2 separate regions of the Mus musculus genome follow, and region 2 is linked to region 1. The links are chromatin contacts, called in public Micro-C maps. All regions are on one chromosome and are shown on one strand. Each heading gives the region's core, a stretch centred on a gene start, on an enhancer-like site or on the middle of the called end of the contact. The rest is flanking DNA. Distances are from core to core; before and after follow the strand shown.

Region 1 (6,306 bases), core at 1,172-3,671:
GCCTCTTCTGTGCTGGTATTCAAGGTCTGTTCTGTATCACCACACCTCCTTTTATGTGGTGGTAGAGACAGGGTGCACGACTTCACGCATGCCACCTTGGCAAGCCACATACCAGCTGAGCCACATCCTCTCCCGGTCTAGATCTGGCTGAATCTTTTTTCCATGTCTCTCTTCTACTTGCTGTTAACTCTGCTAGCTCTAGCATTCTTGATTCATGGGTTTCTCCATTTCTGCTGTGCATCACTCTTTCCTGTTTTCTTTTTTCTTTTCTTTTTGCATGCCTGCCTACAATCTCAATTTGAAACACTGAGAATCTCACTTTGTGAGGAACAGGATATTTTAAATTTTGTTCCCTGTAAGCATCCTCATGCTTTATTCTTGGGTACTTTGGTGGTCTTTTGTTTGTATGCTTGTTTTTGAAATTGTCCAAGGGGTAGGGGTGGCACTGGGTTTTTAGGGTTGTTAAATATGACCATAATATGACTTTATTGTAGGGCTATTTTTGCTCTGCTACTGAGGTGAGATCATTTATGTCATAAATAATGAGGTTTCTAGAGTCTTTGAAGATCAGGCATTTTAAGCATCCTTTATGACCACCGAGAATCTTTTAGCTATGACTTGTAGATCCAAGAGCAGTCCCCATATTGTGCTAGCCACAGTGAGTGTTCTTCTTCACTTCATGTTTATGTGTTCTTCTTCCCTGAACCTGTGTCTGCAGGTCTCCATGGCTTCTTTTGCCACATAGCTTTCTCCTCTCTGGTACTCTGATGTTGCTCCTGCTTTGACACCCATAGTCTCTCAATTCTATCTCCTCATTTCAGTCTACCTAAACCTGGCTGAATTCCTTCTTTCTGTACTGAAGCCTGATAACTCTCTCTAGGTGATAAGCCAAAGCAAGTACAGGGTTCAGCTCATTGTGTGCCTCCCCTTGGACTGTCGACCTAAGGTACAGAATGTCTGATTCTTGAATGTCACTGTTTTATACTGCCTGTTTGGTTTTTCTTGTATTAAATAAGACAGCAAATTCTCCCCTGTTGCTCCATCTTGACTGGCTAGACTGGTTACTATAAATCACTCTGCTGATAAAATAAATTGCTTAGGGTGCCACCTGTTTCCAAAACAATTTTCATTATGTAACCAGAACTTAGCACGGCAAACCCACATTCACATGCACAGCCACTCTTGTGCAAGAAGAGTCACTATGACTGAGTTTTATGTAAGACACACTTTCCATATGGCTTACATTTTAGAATTTCTTTGTCAGTCTAATTCATTTCTCTTATCTTCTTTATCAATCTAAAGTTTTTCTTCATGCTTTCCTTCCATGCCTGTTTTGTTGTTAGGGCCCCTGTATCCTGTGCACAAAATTTCACAATGTTTTGGGATAAGAAATTACTCTTTGTAGCCAATATACACTCCTTGAGAGCCTTAGTGAAGTATGTTTGTTTTTTTTTTTTGCTAAGGTACATGTGAGGCTAAATCAAGGCAGGGTCCTTGATGAATGGCCACTTCTACTCTCTGGGGTTGTTTCCCAGAAGAGAATATTTGCTTTGTAGGATGGGTTTATAAAGAGAAGTGGAAAGTTCAAGCTAAGGAAATCTAGTTTTTCTTGTTGTGCCTCAGCTCCCAGTATTTACTGGGTGCTTATTATAACATATTAATTAGGACCCTGATGTAAGGCACTGTCGCTGCCATGGGTTTGCAGTCTGACACCGATGGATGAGGACCTGAGACATGGTGCTCTGGTTAATCTTTGAGATGTCGCAGGAGGCTGTGATAATGGAGGAATGGGGTGGAAGGGAAGGCTTGGAGAAGCAGTTCTGGGACTACAGAGTGCTGGGATGAGAGGCAGAAGCACAACAGGAGAGGGACAGCATCTCCGGGCCACAGCAGGGACAACTGCTGGGGACAGAGGGAGAGGAGCGGCCTCTCTGTTTATGTCTGATGTGCTGGGCCCAGGCATTTGGGTTCTAGGGAGCTATGGGCATGTTTTTAGTTATCTTTCAAGCCTTCCTTTGTCTATTCTACATTTTTTTCGCCGTTGCGGGCTCGGTCACTCAGACATTTCACAACGTTGCACTCTGCAGTCCTTGCCTCTTCATTCTTCACAAATTGAGCTTGGTCTCACATACAAAAAGGCAAGATCACGCACAAGTACCTAAACCCACGCAGCCCGAATGCATTCCGCCACAGGACAGGGCCTGGTGCTAGCCTAGGCTAGCTGAGGTCACGCAAGGGAGATGGCAGACAGACAGACAGACCCACCGGCCGATGCACGAAGCATGCAGCTTGGGCAGTGTAGACATCAGGCTCACTCCCCATGCTCTCCGTCCCCACCGTCCCCTTCCTCCAAGCGCCTTACGCTAAGCCTGGCGGCCGGCAGCCCCGACGTCACTGCCGCGCGCCGCCCGCGTCATCGCGGCGCGCCGCTGCAGCAGGCGCAGAGCCGAAGCGCTGGCAGCTGCGTGCGCCCAGGCGCGAGCTGCCGGGCGGGTGGAGAGGAGCGCGGTGCGCTGTGCGCGGTGCGGGCTGCGGCTGCAGACGCCGCTGGGCCGGAGCGCGGGGTCAGGTGCGTGGGTGGGCGCCGCTCTCCCTGGGCCCGCCCGAGGCTTTGCAAGAGTCCGGGGCGGACACCCGGGTTCCCCCTGGAGTGGGCCGGGCTCCCGGATGGGTGGGCACGGTATCGCTCCAGGGACCGGGCTGCAGTGACAGCACCAGCAGGGCTGACATCCCAGCACGCTCCGTCCCGGGGGGCCGGGAGGGAAACCGAGGCAGCGGGGGACTCCGCGAGCAGCTGGCTCCAGGGACCGCCCGCTGACAGCAGCCCCGCGTACCCCACAGTGTCCCGGGCGTGCTATGGAGACCCCTGCCCTCCCTGCAGCCGGACACAGCTGTCGGGTGGCATGCTGCCCATTTTCCAGATGGGAGAAGCAAGGCGTAGTAGTTAACCAACTTGTCCAAATTCACATGCGTGGTGTGCAGACGGGGCCTTGAACTCCAGAGGGGCCCCCTTGCCCCTGCCTGTGGCCCACTGTCAGATTTTGTTTTCTTCCCTGCTCAGCACTGCTGTTTAGAGCCTCTGGGATTCTTTTCTTTTATTCTCCTCCCCTCTCCTGTAAAAAAATCTGGCTTGACCTCAAGTAAACCCTGTGGGGCTGGAGGAGCAAGGCTTGGACGTCTGTTGGCACAAGCCTCCCTTTCCTCCTCCGATCGCCTCATTTCTTTTCTCAGGCTGCAGTGTGCTCCCCCACTCCCGGCCCCCCTCCGTTGTGTGGCCATTCAGAACCGGAAGTTGGTAGGGGGAGGGGGCGTCGAATCTTTATAATAAAGAACTTTTCCCACCAGATGGGGTGCTTTACTGATCTCTGGTGTCAGCTGATTGCTTATGCTGAACGGCTAAGGGCAGATGTTGTTTTGAGGCTAAACAGTTATCGGAGCAAATCCACGTGGGGATTGTAAAGAGTCCAGGTGTTCCTCTTAGAGAACAGTGTTCTCTCACTGAAGGTGGATTTTGATTTTAAGAGAAGAATCTAATGCTGGGGGGCAGGGGGAAGCCAGCAGCTAAAATAATTAAATAAAGATGATATAAGGTTTTTAAAAATTAAAAAAAGCTGCATTCATACATATAAAATGTCTTACCAAGTAAGCTTACGCTGGGGCTGGAGATGTGGCGCAGTGGTTAACAGTCCCGCTGATCTTTCAGAGGATCAGAGTTTGGTCCCAGCACTTGCATCAGGTAGCTCACGACCTAGCTCCAGGGATCTGATGTGCAGTATTGGCCTCCTCCAGCACTCATATGTATATGCCTATACATGCACACACATCCATAAATAAATAATAAAAAAGTTTTTGTCTCTATCCTCCCAGGGATACTCAGTTATTAACAAAAGTGAAATAATTATTCGTTGCAAGCCAGTATTATTACAAGTGCCTTATTTTGAAGTTGTCTTCCTTTTTTTTACAAGTGACTTCTCATGACAGTTTTGCCCAGGAATCTGAAGGCTACAGCTGCTGTATCCTTGTATGTTCGGAAAATACTGGTCTGTGAATGTTGACCTTTGAGGTCAGGGCAGTTTAGCAGACATGTAAACAGATCGGGCCAGATGAGCACTCTACCACCAAGCTATAGCTTTTTGCTGCTACTCACTACACTAGCAATCTGTCAGTTCATGTAATATCTTGTTACTAAGCAGAACTGTGAGGAGATGAGCAGTTTGAGGCCCGGGGTTACTCTCTGGATACTTCCTTGAGTAGTGCTTATTTCTTACAGCACATGGTTTGGGACTTGCACGTTCTGCCATGGAGGAGTCTTCAGTGACAGTTGGCACAATAGACGTTTCTTATCTGCCCAGTTCATCGGAATACAGCCTTGGCCGATGTAAACACACCAGTGAGGACTGGGTAAGTTGACGAGAAGCCTTCATCACAGCCCACTTAAAATGTTTGCAGTGATATCAAGTAGAGATTAATCATCAAAGAAACTGCTTCCGACTCTTAGAAATGGTGTTTTTACAATCTAAGATTTAAAATTTTTGGTAGTATTAACTGGGAAGAAAAAAAAATGGGTGGAAAATTTCAGAGCAGTAATTGTATTTAAAAAATAAAACTTCTTGTATGGAGGCAAAATAGTAACCATTGTTTTGTGTAGTGTGCTTAAACATTTTTTTTTTCCTTTTAGTATCTACCACACAACTTATATTTAGTAAGCCTGAGTTTTATAATGGAAATTAACTCTAAAACATAAAAAACAGGAAACTTGTTTATTAAACTAATTGAAAAGCATGCATTTTCTTGTGGTGGTACTAATTCAGCATTACATGGAGTGTTTAAAATACCTCAACAAAAATTGATATTAATTGGTTGTTTTTAAGAACATTGTATCCGTGGGATCTGAAAAACAATGAACAGAAAGTTAAAGAATAATCTGAAGGACAGGACTTGACTCTGGTCAGGTGATGTGGCTGTGATTCAAATTCTAGGCTTTAAATGCTCCTGGTAACAGAATGTCATTAAACATACTTTGTTTTTCTTCTAAACTGTTGTAAGAACACCTGCTCACTGTGTCAAGCCTGCGTGGTTTTCCCGTGGGAGTATGGGAGTAGTGTGTGCTTTGGAAGGGCATAAGGTTGACTGAGCACAGGGGTTTGGAGTGTGACTTCTTCATCCCACTGTCAGAAGTCCCTCTGGCCCCGGGGGTTACTCTTCTATCTCTGCTTCTATGAGGTTCACATTTTCAGCTTGTTCTTGTAAGAAAGGCAGTAGTTGGCTTTTGTGTGTTGGGTTATTGTTAACATAACTAGCTCTTAGCTTCTTTGGTTTTTATTCCTTTTTGTGGCTAAATAATAATTCACTGGGTAATATGGATGCCCGATTTTTCTATCCATTCATATTGTGGTGAGCATCATAACTCTGTTGATTAAACCTGTGAATGCTGCATCGAGCACATTTTAGAAAATCAACTTTTTCTTCTGTACCAAAGTTTTATCCAAGTGGTGATGGTGAAACAAGATACCTTACATGAAAAACACTCACGGCACGCGTAGTTACACTGCTGACAATGAGAACAGCGTCATTTTCTCTTCTATTTGAAATAGACCAGGAGGATCAAAACAGTGTTTGCCATTTAGACACAATTTCTGCTTTATGTTTGCTAGGTTGACTGTGGGTTCAAACCTACCTTCTTCAGATCTGCAACACTGAAATGGAAGGAGAGCCTTATGAGCCGGAAGAGGCCCTTCGTGGGAAGGTGCTGCTATTCCTGCACGCCACAGAGCTGGGTAAGGACCACCATGCTTTGCTGTTGCAGAGGGTTTTCAGTTTTGTGGGTTTTGTCTTTGGTCTTAATAGACTTGACTCCTTTAGAACCGAGACCCCTGTTTATAAGCCAAACATTTCGGGTAAAGAAATGGACTTAATTTCTATTGCTGTTCATTTATTAAATGTTATTGGACCTCAGTTAGGGGAGAGTCAGTTTTTCTTTGAGTTCATAGTGTTGATGGAGTGCTCAGTACCTGCTGGGTTCTGACTTTTGGCCCCCAAGAGTACCCTTGGTTTTGTTCTTTTGTTGAGAAATAAGCGTGTCACACCACCTTCTGCGTTCTTTGAGAAGAGCCAACTGGGTGAAAGGTGAGCTGCTGATGGCATTTGGTGGCGGGGTGAGTTAGCAGAGAGGATTTCCTTCCCGACTGCTCTAAGGTGAGAGTTATGTTTTAAAGGGATGTGTTAGATGTTGAGCTCTTCCTGAGATGGATCAAATACTTAGGACCCAGAAACCGCCTTTTACAGAGGTTGTTTATAACTTGTGTG
Region 2 (6,306 bases), core at 1,427-3,926, 66 kb before region 1:
CAGGAGCACAGGTGCCCCTGAGCCAAGGTGGTGTCCAGAAGACAACTTCTTAGGATTGGTTTCTGCTTTTTACCACGTGGGTTCTGGGAGCATTGAACTCAGTCATCATGTCTGGTGGCAGTCATTTTTACCCACTGAGCCATCTCACTGGCCCTGATATGTAGTTTTTTATGTATGCTTTCCACTTTGCTATATGCAATATCGTTATTAAAAAGCTATATAGATAACCAGAAAGAACCTACTTTAATTAGTAACTTGCTGCTTCATCAAGGACTCATTTAACTAAAAACAAAATTCAAATTGCTTTTTAAAAAATCCCTGGAGGTGTGCTATGTTGACAGATATGGCCTTTGTTATAGTTTGGTGCTCTTGCCAACTTGGTTCTGGTTAAGGAGAGAGAGGTTTTATCTGTCATGGTTGGCACATGATTAGTGCAAATGTCAGCCTAGGACAAAAGACAAATAATGTCTTGGTCTAATCATGGTGGTTTTAAACGTGCTTCCTCACTGAAAGGACCTGGGGGAACTCTGTTCCAGCTCACAGGAAATCTTGGTGTGTCTTCGTTTTTTACAGTCTGTTTGAATGTTATCAGTTTCTAACCCCTTTGGGGCTATCAGGTTTGTGTTAATGGCTCTGAGTATTTCTGTTGCATCCTGGCCCCACACTCTACCATCGGGGATGGTACTGTCTCTGACTTGGAATCTCTATTACCCAGCTGGACCCCAACATTTAACACTGAATGTTAAATGATGACACACAGTGGTATGATTTCTGGCCGAGTCCTCTGCTAACCAGGAGAAAGTGCATGGTTGTGGTGTAATTGTTTCAGTAATGGTGGGTGTTGAGGTAGAAGGGACTGTGGTGGTGTGGCGTGGTGTTCAAGTGGAGTCGTGTTAAGATGGGAATCTGTATGTTTATGTGTCAGGGCATGAAGAGGAGGTACTCATGACAGTAGAAGGTGTTTAACCTTGAATCATTTATACCATTGTGGTTCTTTAAGTAGGAGTTCCTCAGGCTTCTATTGGTTAGGTTCTCAGGGAGTCATCAAGAGGCTATCAAGAGGCTGCTCTCAAACATCTGGGGACTTCCGAGAGGTTTCAGTTGCCTCCGATCTCACAGTGTTGTTTCTCCCACTGAAAGCAGAGCAAGTACCATCATCCCCAACAGGAAGAATTTGGGTCAGCCCTTTGTGCTGCCTGTCATCTGCAGCACTGCGGGACACAGACAAAGTGTTTTTCTGGTTGTTGTATCCCTTGCTTTGTGTTGGCCAACTTGTGTTCCAGAGCCAGAGTTGCCTGCAACTCAGCCTGTGGAGTGTCTCATTTGCAGTTCCCTGTTGTCGGGCTTTATTTGGCTGTGATCTAGTGAGGTGATATGTTAGTTTGAATAATGATTAATTTTTTTGGGATCACCCAGAATTGGACTTGTGTGTGCTGCAAGATCCAGAATGGGAGATCTTAGTACACTGGTTTAGTTTTCTTTTGCAATAAAAAAGTCAAACAACAATCTGGCAAGTTGATTTTGAGCAACTAAGTTAGTTGTCATGCAGTGTTGCTCCCCTCCTGACTGTGTGCACTGTGTCCTCTACTAGTTGCCTGGGCCATTAAGAATCTGCTTAGGAGTCTTGTTTCAAGTCCCCTTTCTATTCTCTTTAAGGCTGGATTAAAAAGCAATGAAAATGTAAATTTAAATAGGTGTTTAAGATAGGAAATCCACATACAGTCCTGTTTATACCTCCAAGATCTACATAGTTCAGGACAGACTTCCCTCAGAGAGGCAGAGGGCTCCCCACAGCAGGGTCTGGTGGTAACCTCCAACCACAAAATTATTTTTTGTTGCTACTTCATAACTGTAATTTTGCTACTGTTATGAAATCATAATGAAAATATTTGTGTTTCCAATGGTCTTAGGTGACCCCTGTGAAAAGGTCATTTGACCCCCAGGTTGAGAACCTCTGATTACATCCTCTCACTGTTCTGTTTCTGTCTATAACTCTGTGACCATGAGCAAATTGACATGCTTTAGTCACGGGTTTAAAAAAGTTAGGGTGAAAGTTACAGAAAAGACATTCAGAAATTGAAACACAGGCTAGCACTGTTGCTCTTGGTTGCTTAGCAGAATTTGATGCTAAGAGCCTATTTCTGAGGACACACACACACACACACACACACACACTGGCCACGGCTCTTGAAGAAATCAAGTTGGTGCCAACCAGGAAGCTTTCCCCGCTGGCCAGCTTGCACAGAACTGGGAACAGGTTCCTGGGGGGAATGAACGAATGAATGGCTTGAAGAGTCTCACTTAGGTATGAACTTGTTAACTGCAATAATGACCATGAAGTCCATCCCTGTGTAAAAGGAAGGAGGGCAGAGTTGATGGACTGAAGGAAGGAATAAAAAGTAAAGCAAACAAAACAACCCCCCCAAAACCCAACAAACAAACAAACAAACAAACAAACAAACAAACTCAACGTACTTCATAATATGCCAATCCATAGTTACATACATGTGTTTATCTATATCTGTCTAACTGCCTTTCTGTCATCTATCTACCTATCTGTCTTCTATCTAAACATCTGTCTGTCTCATATTTTCCTAAGTGGAGAGAGACTGGTAGGTAGGCAGATGTTGTAAAAGCTACAAGGTCACCCACACAAGGTCTTTCTGATAATGAAGTCAGCCTTGCAGCTGAGGGTGTTTTATCTCTGACTAAAGGTTGCAATGACTATAGCTCATGAGAGTACAGGCAGAGACAGGCCTTGAGAAGTGACTCTGAGCAGAGGTTTGTTGGTATTTGGCTGAGACCTTCTCCTCAGCTCTCAGCAATTCTCAGCTCTCTGAGACCTCAGCTTTCCTCAGCTCATCCTCAGCTCTACTCAATTCTTTTAAGTTCCTCCTCAACTCTCCTCAGCTCCCCTCTGGTCTCTGATACCTTCTCCTTAGCTCCTCTTCAGCTCGCCTCAGCTCCTCATCAGCTTCCCTTAGTTCTCCTCAGCTCTCCTCAGCTCTCTGAGACCTTCTCCTCAGCTCTCCTCAGCTCTCTGAGACCTTCTCCTCAGCTCTCCTTAGCTCTCTGAGACCTTCTCCTCAGCTCTCCTCAGCTTCTCTTCAGCACTCCTCAGCCCTCCTCAGCTCTCCTCAGCTCCTCCTCAGCTCTCCTCAGCTCCTTTTCAGCTCTCCTCAGCTCTCCTCTGCTCTCTGAGACCTTCTCCTCAGCTTCTCTTCAGCACTCCTCAGCCCTCCTCAGCTCTCCTCAGCTCCTCCTCAGCTCTCCTCAGCTCCTTTTCAGCTCTCCTCAGCTCTCCTCTGCTCTCTGAGACCTTCTCCTCAGCTCCTCCTCAGCTCTCCTCAGCTCTCCTCAGCTCCTCCTCAGTTTTCTTGAGCTTCTCCTCAGCCGTCCTCAGCTCTCCTCAGCTCCCTTCTGGTCTTTGAGACCTTCTGCTCAGCTCCTCCTCAGCTCTCCTCAGCTCCTTCTCAGCTCCTCCTCAGCTTTCTTCAGAGACCTTCTTCTCAGCTCCTCCTCAGCTCTCCTCAGCTCCTCCTCAGTTCTCCTCAGCTCCTCCTCAGCACTCCTCAACTCTCCTCAGCTCCCCCTGCCCCCATCAGTCTTCTTGGGACATTTCCTCCTCTCATCTTCTCAATTTCTTTTCTAGCTTGCTGTGCATACTACAGAAATAACACACAGTTGTTGCAGAAATATTATAACTTTTAGGAAACATATAAAATATTATGGAAGCAGAGAGACAAACACAGAGTTGGATCTCCTTGAAGCAACCTCTGTATAAACTTTGATCTAGTTCAGTGTTTGTCTTGCTGCTGCTATCTTTAACTGTGCCCTTCCCAGGCATCCTTGAGAGCTCCCAGCTTACAAGCTGCTGTTGTCCTGTGATTATCACTTCCAGCTGCAGCACACAGTAGGACCTCTGTGATCCCTGGGGACTGAACTCTGGCCCACATCTTATTCCTGCAACTGTTAACATTTATCTGAACTGTAAGTCCCTACTAACTTCCTCTTCTGTATATCTTCTTCCTTGCCCCTCACCTCTGCTGAGGCCATTGCATTCACTTCCACTGATTGGTATCTGAGTGATGATAATTGTGCTGACTGCCCCTGCTTGCCTCTCTGCGTCAGACTACCCCACAGATCCCACAACCCAGGCCTCCTTCAACACATTCATGTCTTAGATGGTCAGGATCGCTCATGAATAATTTCAAATATTCAAAGGCAAAGATGGAAAGGGGTATAGTAGTGTAAACCATTTGAGTAAAGGCCCACAGATTCTTTCATTGAGCTGGACGTTAGTAGTTTCAGCTAGGCGGGCTGTTCAAATTTTCCAGTGCTGGGGTTTCAGCCCTGTGCAGTCATGCCTGGCTTTTAACATGAGTTCTGGAGACTCCAAACTCAGCTCTTGCACTTGTGGAGCAGGTGACCTTACCCGTGGAACCACATCCCCTTCTCTGTTCTACAATTTAAAATCTTTCATTGAAACCACCACTGGCTTCACATGGTGGCGCACGCCTTCAATCCCAGCACTTGGAGGGCAGAGGCAGGTGGGTCTCTGGGTCTGAGACCAGCCTGGTCTACAAAGTGAGTACCAGGAAAGCCAGGGCTACACTGAGAAACCCTGCTTCAAAAAACTTAAAAAAAAATTAAAAATTGATCTTTAAGCATGTTCTTATTCATGATATAAAAGACACATTTTTATTACAGATTTGAGCTTTGCTCCTCCCACACATATACTTGAGAGTGTAAGTGATAACTGTCCTCACGATTGGAAAGCCTGTCTCATTCCAACTGTTATGACAAAGTTTATTTGTTTTTCTTTAAGACATTCTTTATTGGTCTCTATCATTGTGTAGAATGCTTGTTTTCATGAAGACAACTCCTTTCAAGTGTATTATATTTTCTAGGGTACTCACCTGCTTGCCACCCTCTTCCCTACCTCTCTTCTTGGGCTAATCTCCCTCCGTCCTCCTCCTGCCCTCCCTTTAAGCCCTATGTATCATAATCCATCAATGGGAGGACATTCTTGATGTGTTTCTTCCTGAGTTGACATTAGTGTATTTAATATAATGGCCTTTGACTTCATCTATTTTTTGACAAATGACATAATCTTGCTCTTCCTTATGGCTGAATATAGCTCCTGTGGATACACATGTAATTTCTATTTCTCTTCATGTGTTCATGGACACATGGTCTGATTCTATTCTTTGGCTATTGTGAGAAGTGCCACCATAAACGTGGCTGTTTGAGATTCCTTGCAATGTACTGACCTAGTGTGCTTTGGGCATGCCCACAGTAGCATCGCTGGGCCTATGGTAGTTTTATTTCTCAGCATTTTGAGAACCTCCCACCAGTAGTATATGTATATGTATATGTGTATGTGTATGTGTATGTATATGTGTATATGTTATATGTATATATGTATACATATACATATATAAAAACACATACACACCATATATATACATATATATATACATATACATATATATAGGCTCCCCTTTCTCACATTTTAACCAGCACTTATCACTTGTTCTGCTTTGCTTACAAATTTATTAGGTGTGTGTGCATGCATGTGTGTGTGTGTGCACAATGTGTGTATATGCATGTGTGTGTGTGTTTGTGTGTGTTTGTCTGTGTGCACAATGTGTGTGTGCATGTGTGCATGTGTGTGTGCAGAATGTGCGTGTTTGTGTGTGCATGTGTGTGTGTCTCTGTGTGTGTGTGTCTGTGTGCACAATGTGTGTGTGCATGTGTGTGTTTTCACAATGTATGTGTGTAGGTCAGGGTACAAGTTTTTGAGAGCTGGGCTAGCACAGCTTGTCTGTGTTTACACCCACAGAGCCATCTCCTTGACCTTTGTTGTCTCCATGGTAACCAGTGTGACCGGGAGATACAATCTCAGTGTAGTTTAGTTTGGATTTCCTTGAAGAAGGCTGTTGGACACCTTTCATATTTCCTAGCCCTCTGGGCATCCTCTTCTGGGAGCTGTCTGTCCGTCCTTATCACTGGGCCATTTGTTGATTGCATTGTGCGGTTTGTTGGTATTTAGATTTTTGAGTTCCTTTTGTATTCTGGATACTAAGCCTTCTGTGAGATGTATAGTTAACAGTGACTTTTCTGCCGTTCAATAGGCCATCTCTTCATTTGTTCTGTCAACTCTCTTCTATCCAGAAGTCTTTTAACATCATGCAACCACACTTGTCAGGACTTTATGTTCCTGCGTGATCGGAGTCCCTTTGAGAAAGTTTTTGTGCATGCTTCTGTCTCTAACACTTTCAGAGTTTCAGCTCTTACATTAAG

The links. Hi-C and Micro-C count contacts between places; a contact is called where the count stands out from the background.
Region 2: a Micro-C map of granulosa cells shows a contact between it and region 1, with 3 times the contacts expected there. The contact joins the enhancer-like site here to the promoter of Gpam in region 1. A contact is called at or near these places in 8 of 484 Hi-C or Micro-C datasets (the Ba/F3 cell line, cerebral cortex, cortical glia and 4 more), 4 of 115 datasets of contacts at active chromatin or transcription factors (the SCID.adh cell line, embryonic fibroblasts, embryonic stem cells and 1 more) and 2 of 9 other capture datasets (adipose tissue and pancreatic islet).

The regions. Positions count from the first base shown.
Region 1 is chr19:55,095,592-55,101,897 of GRCm38.p6, reverse strand. Gpam (glycerol-3-phosphate acyltransferase, mitochondrial) reads left to right here and starts at 2,421. Exons shown (of 21, transcript NM_008149.4): 1 at 2,421-2,569; 2 at 4,271-4,401; 3 at 5,655-5,777. The coding sequence starts at 4,300. It overlaps Gm31356 (a long non-coding RNA gene), which reads right to left and starts at 2,355. Exons shown (of 3, transcript XR_001782666.2): 1 at 2,266-2,355.
Region 2 is chr19:55,162,046-55,168,351 of GRCm38.p6, reverse strand. No RefSeq gene overlaps it. Among named protein-coding and RNA genes, the nearest start is that of Tectb, 16 kb to the left of the region's middle. Within about 2 kb of position 2,676, at least 25 of the 459 cell types and tissues checked have an H3K27ac peak or open chromatin away from gene starts, as enhancers often do. A contact at or near this core is called in the SCID.adh cell line and granulosa cells, where this site is marked.